Linked DNA regions of Sus scrofa: all the other regions are linked to region 1. The links are chromatin contacts, called in public Hi-C, HiChIP or PLAC-seq and promoter capture Hi-C maps. All regions are on one chromosome and are shown on one strand. Each heading gives the region's core, a stretch centred on a gene start, on an enhancer-like site or on the middle of the called end of the contact. The rest is flanking DNA. Distances are from core to core; before and after follow the strand shown.

Region 1 (2,802 bases), core at 99-2,598:
GCTTTTTCCGTCCATTGTTGTGCTGCGCCCTCCCCTAATTTAGATCATGAGAGACAGAGGCCACTTACCCTGCAAGTGTTTACAACCAAACTTCCCTTGCTGAGGACCAGGCCTTGGAAAGTACAGGGAGAGACAGTGTTCAGAGCTGCCTGTTCGGGTAAGGTACTGCTCGAAGCCTCATGGCCACCGACCCACAGGAGCCAGGCAGGAGCAGTTCTGCGTGGGATGGCCGGCCCACGTTCCCAGCACAGGCGAGGCAACATGCCTGCATAAGCTGTTCGCTCCGGGGGCCAGCGATGACACAAGATCTAGTGGACATGGCTGGCCCTGCATGCTCGGAATTCTCTGGAGGGCAGTGCCCCGGAGGTCCTGTCTGAGCTGAGCCCAACTCTCAGTAGCTGGGTTGGAGGGTGGGGCAGGGGGTTGAGGCAGCAGCCTGTGCCAGTCAGTGCGATCCCAGGGCCTAGTACTTGCAGGTAACCCAACCCGCCTTGCTTCTCGGTCTCCGTCGGCAGACTTCCTCATCTGAACTCCGGAGCCACAGACACAAATGCAGATCCAGATTCTACCTGAGCCAGTTCCTTATTCTCTTAAGTCTTTATCTGTAAAAGGGGCAGGGTGGGGAGTGATATCTACCTTCCAGGAGGAGGTAAGAACTCAGTCTAGGGCCTGGCTTGGGCGCCACACTGAGTCAACCCCAGCTCAGTGCCAATTACCCACGCCAAACCACCTTAGCCTGGCACTTGCACCTCTGCAGTGCAGGGCTTCTCAAATCTGCCTGCGCATTCTACTCTCCTGAAGATAAAGAGAAAATCAATGCCAGGCCCCACCTCGGAATTTCTAGGGATTGGGCCCCTGATCATCACCGTTAGGACACACCGTAAGCGTGGCAAGCCTCCACCTCAGACCAAGGATCCCCACACCCAGTATACAGGAGAATCACCTGGGACGCAAGCAAAAAGCAGACTCCCAGGGCAGACCCGGGGTCTCCCGGGGAGGGGGTGACCCGATCCGCTGCTTGGGAAGCTCCTGCGTTTCGGAGGGCCGACTTCTCACAAGCACAGCATCGTCTGGCCGCCGGCCGTGGAGGCGACCTACCGGGACTGGGTCCCCCGGGCTTCCCGCTGCAGCCCGAGCCTCCCCACCTCGACAGCACCACCTCGCCGCCTAGAGCAGAGGCCTGAGGATCTGAGCCTGCGCGCCCCCGGTTCGCCCCGCCCGGTCCCGATGTGCGTCGCGGGCGCGCCTCCAGAACAGGAAACAGAGGCCGGCGGACCCGCCCATTCTCGCGAGAACTCGTCCGGAAGCGTACGCACCTTCTTTGATGATACCGACGACTGGGCGGGACTTCGGGAGAGCGGCACCGCGCAGACGCGACGCGCCAGCCTCGCGCCACCGCGCTGTAAGTGCGCAGGCGCGCCGGCCGCTCTCTTTTCTGCTCTTCCTTCTGCCGGTCTCCAGACGTCAGCGGCTGTTGGGTCCTATGTCGCGCCGGGCCCTCCGGAGGCTGAGGGGGGAACAGCGCGGCCAGGAGCCCCTTGGGCCCGGCGCCCTGCAGTTTGTCCTCCATGATGACGATGATGCAGAAGAAGAATGCCCACAGCAGGGGCCAGGTGGCCGGCGTGCCCGGGGCACAGGGAAGGAGGGCGTCCGCGTCAACAACCGGTTCGAGCTGGTGAGCAGCAGGGCTACCGGGGCTGGGGGCAGCGGGTGGGGGCGGCCTGCGAGGTGGCGGGTCCGTGACGTCACGGGGCGGGGCGGCGGGGTCGGAGCTGCAGTGGGGAGGGCGGGGCCAAGGGGGTGGGCGGTGGCCTGAGCCCACGGGGCGGTGCTACGTTGGGTTTGGGCTGCGGTGAGGGGCGGGGCCATAGCGTCCATGGGCGGGGTTAGTGGGTCCCCGCTGCGGCGGAGTGGGTGTGGCCGGCTCTGGGGGCGGGACCGCAGCGCGGTGGGCGGGGTCTCGGGGCTCCAACCTGGATTTCAGGGTTAAGTGCCTCCGAAGCCGAGTCATCGCAGGGCCTTCACGAACGTTCTCATCTTTTCCACACACCCCAGGGCTCATTGTCTGGCTCTGGGTCATCTCTGCGTCCCCCCCGGCAGGTGTCTGGCCCAGAGAAACGACACAGTAGATGGGAATTAAGTAACAACAACCGGGGTCTCCTTGTCGCCGGCCTCATTCTCTACTTTTGCACGTCTGTGCGGAGCGCCTGCTGCCCTGACCGCCCTGTGCAGCAGGGATGCCTGTTCCGCTGGCCTTATGTCCCCAGCACCTCGTGCCCACCCACGTAGGGACTCCACAGCTGTTGCTGCGTGTTTGAAGGCGTAGCAGTAGTTTTGAAGACCATAGAGCAACCAGCCATGCTTGTCAGCTCCTTCTTGGTCTGGCTACTGCTCCCAACTTTACCGAAAGTTGCCAAGTTACGGGCCCCTCCTGAGACAGTGGGGCGCGCGGGCTGCCAGTCTGGGCGTTGGGTGTAGAAATTGCTGCTCCTGTTCCTCTTGGGTAAGAGCCTGACCTTGTCGTTCTGGTGAAGGGGGGACTCCGTTGTTCTTCGGGTCCTCCTGACTCTTCGTTCGCCTCCTCGGAGCCTTCTTGCTTGCCCGTTTCTTGTCACCTCTTTCTTTTTAACTTTTGTATCATGGGAAGTTTCAGATATACACAGAGACGTACGGGTAACCCTCAGAGGTGCCCCTCAGCCTCCACAGTTGTTTTCCCAGCGCTTCCATCCCATCCTGCATCCTTAAGTTTTCTGTCGACTTTGGTTTTTTTTTTTTTTAATTAATTAATTTATTTATTTATTT
Region 2 (2,757 bases), core at 5-2,504, 230 kb before region 1:
AAAAAGTCCCCAAACCTTTCTAGCTTCACGACTGTGGGGGAAGGATGGCTGACGTGTGTCATACCTGTCACTCCTGTCACACCTGAATCCATAGGTCGGAGAGCACAGGCCCTGCAAACAGTCAAACGAGCTCTGAAATTCTGCTCATGACTCCTTAGCTGTAACCTCGGGAGCTTACTTTAAATTGCTCTAAATCTGTTTCCCTCTCTGTAAAACAGACATAAAAGGAGTCTGCACACCTGTGAAGAGTAAATGAATGTTTGACATGGCGCCAGGCACTAGGTAGCAGTTAGGAGAACTGGCTCTCCTTGAGCGACCAGGAATCTGGGGAATACAGAAAAACAGAGAAACAAGCTGAAGTGACCCTGTAACACAACCAGCAGTCTCAGAGCTAAGCATTCAAGCACCAGACCTCAGGTGGGCCGCGAAAGAGGGACCATAGGGTACGGAATCCCAAGGGCAGGATGCCTCAGACCCCTGCCCTTTCCCCAGGGACGAGAGTGGCCTACTTCTCTTGGGCTGTGATCCTGGACACAAGAGATGGGCACGACTTCCAGAGTGAGTCCGCCTGCCTCCAGGAGAAGGTTGTAACCTCTCCGAAATTAAGCATCTTGAAGGACAAGAATGCCAGCCGTCTGCTACCCTCTTCTGAAGACCCTGCTCTTACCCGAGGCCCCTTCCTCGTCCTCTAGCGCGCAGGACCTTCCAGGCACCGCCCAGGGGCCAGAGGCTGCACCAGCAAAGCCCTCCCCTGGGCAGCACCCTCCCCGCGCCAAGACCTGACTGGGTCTGCGGATCGGAGTCGGGGTCAGAGTCCTGGTCCCGGGGGGGGAGTCGGAGTTAGGGTCGGGGATCCAGGCGGGAGTTGGGGTCGAAGTCCTGGTCTGAGTCGGGGATCCGAGCAGGAGTCGCGGTCAGGGTCGCATCTGCGCACGCTCCACGCCCTTCGGGCTCTCTCGCGCCCTCCGCGGCCTTAGGAGCCGCTGCGCCAAGTCCTCCTGGGAAAAGCGGCCCGGCGCAGAGTCCTGAAGCCCTCCCTCCCGCGTCCGCCCGGCTGCAGGTCTACTCGCAGCGCTCTGCACAGTGTGGCGCCTCAAACCACCTGCGAACCTCTGCGGGATCAGAGACGCAGCCGGCCTGACTGCGCAGGCAGCCCGGACCGCGCAGGCGCCCCGAGGAGGCCGGGACCGCGCAGGCGCCCCGGGAGGCCGGGACCGCGCAGGCGCCCCGGGAGGCCCGGACCGCGTAGGTACCGCTTCCGGGTCAACATGGCGGCGCCGTGGCTGCTGCTACGCGCTCTCCGCCCGGGGCCAGGGCCCGGGCGGGGGCGACTGCGGGGCTGCTGCTCAGGCAGGAGCCCGGGCTGCTCCGCCGGGGTCGGGTGGAGGTGGCTGTACGTGGTCCACAGGCCTCCAGTGGGTTGTGTCGGGCCTGGAAGCCGAGTCCTGCAGGTGAGGTGCGGCCCCTGGCGTGGTGCTGCGGGCGGTGCCGCTCCAGCTGGCTGCCCCCGGGGGAGGGGCGTGGGCGAGGCCGCACGGCCCCGCCTTGGCGTTTTTCTAGCCCTGGTTTTGTGTGTTGCTATCTTCTGCTGCTTTTCATAGCGCTTTGGAATTGAGTCGAGTAAGACTTCCATCACTTTTTAGCAGAGCACAGTTTTGCACTTGGCTCGCATAGATCAGATGTCACCAGGTTGAATTCCAGCGCCTTCCAGATGCTCTTAAGTGGGCTTTCTGAAAGTTTTGTTTGTGAGAAAAACACCTGTAACTGTTTTACTTTTGTGCTGTAGCTTGACTTGTGAACACAAACTCATTGACTGTGTAAAGATTGTTCCAGGTCCTGTGAGGTCAACATTTCACCCTGAAACAAAGACCTTAAGTCCTGGTGCTTTTTAGCCCTCTTTTAGGTTATGTTGTTCCATTTTACCATAGTTTTAGGACCAATTTCATATTTTAATTCTATTCTAGATACCTGGCCACCCTGCCAAGGCAACTATAGATATATTGCACTTTTTGTTTTTGTTTTTTTATTTTTTTGCCTTTTCTAGGACCGCTCCTGCAGCATATGGAGGTTCCCAGGCTAGGGGTTGAATCGGAGCTATAGCCACTGGTCTACGCCACAGCCACAGCAACGCGGGATCCAAGCCACGTCTGCAACCTACACCACAGCTCATGGCAACGCCGAATCGTTAACCCACTGAGCGAGGCCAGGGATCGAACCCACCACCTCATGGTTCCTAGTCGGATTCGTTAACCACTGAGCCACAATGGGAACTCCGGTTTTTTAATTCTGTTGAGGAAAATCATATCATCTGTTGTCAGACTCTGATCATTCTATGAAGATAAAGGCCGAAGTAGGCAGTTCTCATGTACTTGTGACATAGAGCAGATTACCTCACTAAGGGCTGTAAGAGTAATCAAAGTATGTGAGGTTTAAGCAAATGGTATTTAGGGCTGACTGTGTTCTTTGTCTTGGGGAGTTTTTTTTTTTTTTGGCTCTACCCACAGCATTTGCAAATTGTCAGGCCTTGAATGGGACCGGCGCTGCTGCAGTAACTGGAACCACTGCACTTATAACACTGGATTCTTAACCTGCTGAGTCACTAGGGAATTCTAGGGCTGATTTTGAAGAGTGACCCCCCCCCTTTGTTACTATTTACCACACTAATGTTATTCATTTACTTGGCCGAGTTTCCCTTATATGCCTTCTTGTCATCACTGAACCAAGAAGAGACTTTTTTTTTTTTTTTTTTGCTTTTTA
Region 3 (2,700 bases), core at 171-2,670, 140 kb before region 1:
CCAACTAGGATCCACGAGGTTGTGGGTTTGATCCCTGGCCTTGCTCAGTGGGTTAAGGATCCGGAGCTGCTGTGGGCTGTGGTGTAGGTCGCAGACACAGCTCAGATTCTTCATTGCAGTGGCTGTGGCTGTGGTGTAGGCTGGCAGCCGCAGCTTCGACTGGACCCCTAGCCTGGGAACCTCCATATGGCCCGGGTACAGCCTTTAAAAAGACCAAAAAAAAAAAAAAAAAAAAAAAAAAAATCCTGTTCTAAATTTGGAGACTAATTCCTGAAAGGGTTTACCACACTAACCCAGAATGAAGAACGAAAATCCTCTAGCCGGAATCTGGAACCAGAAAGGCACGTCAGGTGTGCCAGCTGAGAGCTCAGGGGAGTTTCAGGTCTGTTTGGGCACCCATCACCCATCCGTGCAAGTCCGGTCAAGGCCAGAGCCATCTGTGCCCCCTGAGCACAGGTGGCAGGCCATGTACAGACAGCAGGGAGAGCAAGGCTGGACTGGGTGTGGCCCGGACTTGAGCGGGAGGGAAAGAGTCTGAAGGGCAAAATCGGACCCGGAGAAAAGAGTTACGGGGAAAACACAACGCCTGTGTGTATGTGCGCTGGGCCGGGGCGGGACATTTCACAACCTCTATCACACCAGCCCTTAAACCTTCGAGAAAGGTAGGTACCCTCACTGTCACTGATTCTTCCTGTTTCTTGAACAGAGCAGGGCAGAGGGTCCTGAGGTGGTGCTGCGGGCAGTGGAGGGAGGTAGGAGGGCGCCAGGCTGCCCGGAGTCTGTGCCTGCACGGACACTGTCTCAACCCGTTTTCCCATCTGCAGAATGGGAGTGTACAGTTCCCATCAAGAGATGTTTTGCCTGGCTCATGACGACTGCTTCCGTCCTGAGCTCTTCCTATTTCCCTTCCCGGTGTTCTGGGGGCAGAGGTGCAACTGTCTCCTTTTCCGCGGCGCTCTGGCCGGCATCTCAGGGCCCCCAAGGGCCGATGTCCCCCGCCAGGGCCTTGGATTGGGGGATGGGGGAGATAGGAGGGGCAGGGGCAGCCGGCCGCCGAGGAGGGGGTCAGGGATCGGGGTCCCCGGTGGAGGCTCCGGGCTCCAGGGTGGGGATCGGGGTCTGGGGTTGAAGTCCTGAGTCGAGGCCCCGGGATCCACGGTCGGGGATCGCGGTCCCGGGAGGAGCCGCCGGCGTCCGCCGTCGGGGAGCGGGACCAGGCCTGGGATCGAGGCCACGGGCGCCCGCCTGAGCCTCGCCCGCGGGAGAGGCGGCCCCGCCCCGCACGCCCCTGGAGCGAGGCGGCCCCTTACCGTCCATGGCGGGTCCGGCAGCGGCAGGCCTGGCGGGAGCGGCGGGACGGGAATCTCCCAGCGGCGTCGAAGGAGCCAACCGGCGCAGGCTGGCGGCCGGGCGGGCACTTCCGGGTCGCCTCCCCTTCCGGCGGCCGGGCCCTCTCGCGAGAGCGCGGCCCCTCCCGAGGGCCGCGGCGTTGCCATGGAGACCACCGGGCCCGCGCCGCCGCCGCGGGGCCACTGTGAGTCAGCCGGCTGAGCGCCGCCGAGGGGCTCAGCCGGCGCGGGTGGCCGGCTCACCTATGGGACTTTGCGGAAGCAAACACAGGAGTCCCTGCTGTGGCGCAACGGGGTCGGTGGCGTCTCTAGCGCGCAGGGCCGCAGGTCCGGTCCCCGGCCCGGCAGAGTGGGTCCGGGATCTGATATGCCGCGGGGGCGGCCAAAAAACAAGCAACCCTCCCCCCCAAAAAAAACAAACACAAACCTGGGAAAGCGAAGGTGAAGGGCCGCCCGCCCGCCGTCCCTCGTCGCGGCCCCACCCGCGCAGGTCCTCCTGCCCCGGGTCCTCCCTGACGACCTGACAGGCTTCGGGGAAGTATACACGTGTAGGGAAGCGGAGTGACCCATGTCTTTCAGGCTATCTTATTTCATTCTGGACCAAAGCAGGAAACTGAGGAAGGATGGGCCGCGTTGCCCTGGACTCAGGAAAATATAGGTCTAATTAAGATCCGTCTATTTCAGGTGAGGAGCCGGAGAGACACATCTATTCAATCCCCAAGGCTAAGGAAAGGCTGATGGACAGGCCCTCCCCAGAGCCTGAGAGGCCTCCAGACACTGAGCCTTTGGAGAGCCCACAGCAGGAGAAAGAGGCAGCTGAGCAGGAATGGCCTGTGTCTGAAGTCCAAGGTAGGACACGCCCAGGAAGGGACAGGAGGTTTGTGACTCAAGGAGTTTGGAGATGGGTCTGAGTGAAGGGATGCTGGAGTCAGGGGGCGGGTCCTCATGACAGAAGGGTTTTGAGGTCCTGGATCCAGGAGGTGGACATCCCGAATCCTAGATGGAAGGTGTCAGTTCGAGAAAGGTTTAGGTGCGCTCCCGAGTGACGGGTGCCCTCCCCAGTCAGGAGGGCCTGGCCAGGAGTTCCTGCTGTGCTGAAAAGGAATCAGTGACGCTTATGCAGGACCAGGACACAGGTTCAATCCCTGGCCTGGCACAGTGGGCTAAGGGTCCGGTGTGGCTTCAGCTGCGGCTAGGTCACAACTACAGCCCAGATCTGATTCCTGGCCTGGGAACCCCACATTCAGGGCGGCCAAAAAAGAAAAAAAAAAAAAAAGAGCCTCACTGTGTGCCATGCAGGTCTGCCTTCATCCAGAGGGTGGGACGCCTGTGGCCCCACGGTCACCCCTCC
Region 4 (2,700 bases), core at 157-2,656, 250 kb before region 1:
CCTCAAAAACATGAAGACTCCCCCCAAAACGGCAGAGATAAAAGATTTAACAACACAATCCCTCTTTAAGAGGGAATTGAATCCATGTGGCAGAGCCAACCTTACATATACATACATACACACACACACATACACACACACACACATACACACACACACACACACACACACACACACAGCTACCGCCCTGCCAGGGGATGATGAAATGAGGAACGGAAATTAACATTTCAGGCAACGTCTCACATTGTTCCTTGAGGCCAAGGGCTGCTGTTGCAGCCGCCGCCGCTTCCCTCCCCCCCCCGCCCCCCAGTCCCGCCTACCCTCCCCCCGAAACACCCCCGCGCCGCTGCCCCGCATTCCTGCCCCTCCGCGGGCCCACGCGCCTCCTGCGGCCCTAAAGCCCCCTCTCCCTCCAGGGCCCCGGCTCGCCCGCCCCCTCCGGCTCAGAGCCCAAAGCCGCCTGCTCCCATTTCAAAACAGCGATAATAATAGGGACGCTGGGAATAACAACTACGGCCCGCACCGCGAAGGCGCCCCTCCCGCGGGTCAGAGGTCTGCGGCCCGCTCCCCAGGTGCCCGGGGCCCCCTGCAGCCCCCCTGTCGGCCCCTCGAGGCGGCCCGGCCGCCCCGCCAAGGCCCCCTCGGAGCCCACCCTCTGCCCCTCCCGGCTGCCTAAGGACCCCCGGGTCCCCGGGCCCACCCGGAGCGCCCCGTCGGCCTCTCGAGCTCCCCAGACTCGCCCCAAGCCCACCCTCTGCCTCTCAAGGTTGTCCTGGGACCACCGTAGGCCCCCCCGGGTCCCCGGGCCCGCCCGGAGCCCCCAGTCAGGCCTCCGGGCCCCCCAGACCCACCCGCAGCCCCCCAGGCCCACCCGCAGCCCCCCAGGCCCCCAAGGCCAGCCTGGAGCCCCCCGGCGGCCCCAGGCTCCCAAGCCCGCCCGAAGTCAGCCGTCGGCCGTTTCGACTGCCCCCCAGGCCTTCAGGCCCGCCCGGAGCCCCATCGGCCCGTCAGGGCTGCCTGGGACCCCGGCCCCCAGACCCGCCGAGCCTGCAGCGCAGCTCCGCCCGGCGCGGGAGGCCTGCAGGCCGCGAAGCCGCCCCACGCCCCGCGCTCGTCCCGACCCCCGCGCGATCTCGGCTCTCACCGGTTCAGGCTCCGGCTCCGGCCCGCGGCTCAGGGGCGGCGCGCGGGCGAGGCCATGCAGCCCCGGCCCGTCCCCGGCCCGCGGCCCGAGCGGGAAGGCAGCGCGGGCTCCGAGCTCTGGCGCGGCGGCGAGGCGGCGGAGGCGAGTCCGCCCTCGGGCGGCGCCGTGGCGGTTGGGCGCTCACTGAGGGGGCGTCGGGCCGCGCGCTCGGCGACGCCTCCCCGCCTGGGGCCCTCGCTCCATCGCGCTCCGGCTCGGGCGGCCTCTGGCTCCGGGACCCGGCGGCGGCTGCGACGGCGCAGGCCGCATGAGACGCTGCCGCCCATTGGCCCGCCGTATCCGCCACCGCCATTGGCCCGCCGCAGTCGGGCTCAGGGCTGCGCACGTCACGGCGTCGGGGAGGAAGTGCGCGCGGGGCCAAGGGAGACGGCAAGATTGACAGCTTCTGGGACAGGCCGGGGCGGGACCAGAAGGAAGTCCCGGGACGGATTGGACAAGGTCGTACGACCAGGCGCACGGGACGCCGGGAGCAAGCAGCTTGAATTGGCTACCTGCATCGCGGAGGGGCGGGCCTTTGGTTCTCCGACGTGACGATTGGCCTTTCCAAGTGCCGGAAGCGGCAAGGGGAGCCGTCCAAAGTGGGTCTGGCGCGGAAGGCGCTGCAAGACAAGAACCGCGGTATCCACTAGGAGGTCAGCGGGGATTGGCCTGTAGTGCTCTGTCTGCTCACAGCAACTCGGTCTTGCTCTGGCTGCACCTGCTGCTAGACTAGGGGTGTTCCGCCGCCGGCCGCAGACCGACTCACCTCTCAGACCTCTTTTTTTTTTTTTGTCTTTTTTTTGACGTTTCTAAGGCCGCTCTCCAGGCATATGGAGGTTCCCACGCTAGGAGTCTAATCGGAGCTGTTAGTTAGCCGCTGGCCTACGCCACAGCCACAGCGACACGGGATCCGAGCCGCGTCTGCGACCTACACCACAGCTCACGGCAATGCCGGATCCTTAACCCACTGAGCAAGGCCATGGATCGAACCCGCAACCTCACGGCTCCTAGTCGGATTCGTTAACCGCTGCGCCACGACGGGAATTCCTCAGACCTCTTTCTTAAGGAGCAAATGGGAGACCCAGACGGTGCCCTCTCCTGGGGCCACGTCGGGACTGGACCAGGCTCTCACGCCTCTAGGCAGCTGGGTTTTGCCCTTCCCGTCCACAACCCACAGCTTCCCTAGGTGAAGGGACTCCCGACAGTTACAGCCAACCTGTGGGCCGACAAGCCTGTCTAAGATGTCCCAGGGATTGCTATATTTGCCATTGTAAGAATTAGCCAGTAGCAATCTCAGACTCCACCTGCTGTGCCAATCTCGATGGGAGGGAACTAAGAATTGGCATTTTTTATTTTGGTCCCTGATAATACTCATCCTTGGGAACATTTGAAAAACACTGACCTCAACCACATAGGGAATTTAAAGTAGGAAATATGAATACGGATGCAAGTGGCCTTGAAATAATCTGAAGTCATACTAAGACCAAAGAAAAGTGAAGTTCCACAGAAGCAGAATG

Evidence for each region. Promoter capture Hi-C pulls out the DNA fragments that hold promoters and counts their contacts. A called contact is a pair of places that touch in the nucleus more often than the background predicts. HiChIP or PLAC-seq counts read pairs in DNA pulled down with a chosen protein or histone mark.
Region 2: a Hi-C map of liver shows a contact between it and region 1, with 5 times the contacts expected there. The contact joins the promoter of SPG7 here to the promoter of TCF25 in region 1. A contact is called at or near these places in 2 of 47 Hi-C or Micro-C datasets (both in liver) and 1 of 2 datasets of contacts at active chromatin or transcription factors (alveolar macrophages).
Region 3: a contact with region 1 is called in a promoter capture Hi-C map of liver, with 4 times the contacts expected there. The contact joins the promoter of CHMP1A here to the promoter of TCF25 in region 1. A contact is called at or near these places in 1 of 5 promoter capture datasets (liver), 1 of 47 Hi-C or Micro-C datasets (heart right ventricle) and 1 of 2 datasets of contacts at active chromatin or transcription factors (alveolar macrophages).
Region 4: a contact with region 1 is called in an H3K27ac HiChIP or PLAC-seq map of alveolar macrophages. The contact joins the promoter of ANKRD11 here to the promoter of TCF25 in region 1. A contact is called at or near these places in 1 of 47 Hi-C or Micro-C datasets (liver) and 1 of 2 datasets of contacts at active chromatin or transcription factors (alveolar macrophages).

Annotation. Positions count from the first base shown.
Region 1 is chr6:207,387-210,188 of Sscrofa11.1, reverse strand. It overlaps TCF25 (transcription factor 25), which reads left to right and starts at 1,348. Exons shown (of 18, transcript XM_021097023.1): 1 at 1,348-1,675. The coding sequence starts at 1,484.
Region 2 is chr6:437,703-440,459 of Sscrofa11.1, reverse strand. SPG7 (paraplegin) reads left to right here and starts at 1,254. Exons shown (of 17, transcript XR_002345286.1): 1 at 1,254-1,451. It overlaps LOC102168077 (a long non-coding RNA gene), which reads right to left and starts at 1,163. Exons shown (of 2, transcript XR_002345290.1): 1 at 240-1,163; 2 at 1-111.
Region 3 is chr6:350,598-353,297 of Sscrofa11.1, reverse strand. CHMP1A (charged multivesicular body protein 1A) reads right to left here and starts at 1,420. Exons shown (of 7, transcript NM_001243360.1): 1 at 1,311-1,420. The coding sequence starts at 1,317. SPATA33 (spermatogenesis-associated protein 33) reads left to right here and starts at 1,311. Exons shown (of 3, transcript XM_013994369.2): 1 at 1,311-1,676; 2 at 2,034-2,198. The coding sequence starts at 1,316.
Region 4 is chr6:454,562-457,261 of Sscrofa11.1, reverse strand. It overlaps ANKRD11 (ankyrin repeat domain-containing protein 11), which reads right to left and starts at 1,406. Exons shown (of 14, transcript XM_021097042.1): 1 at 1,145-1,406.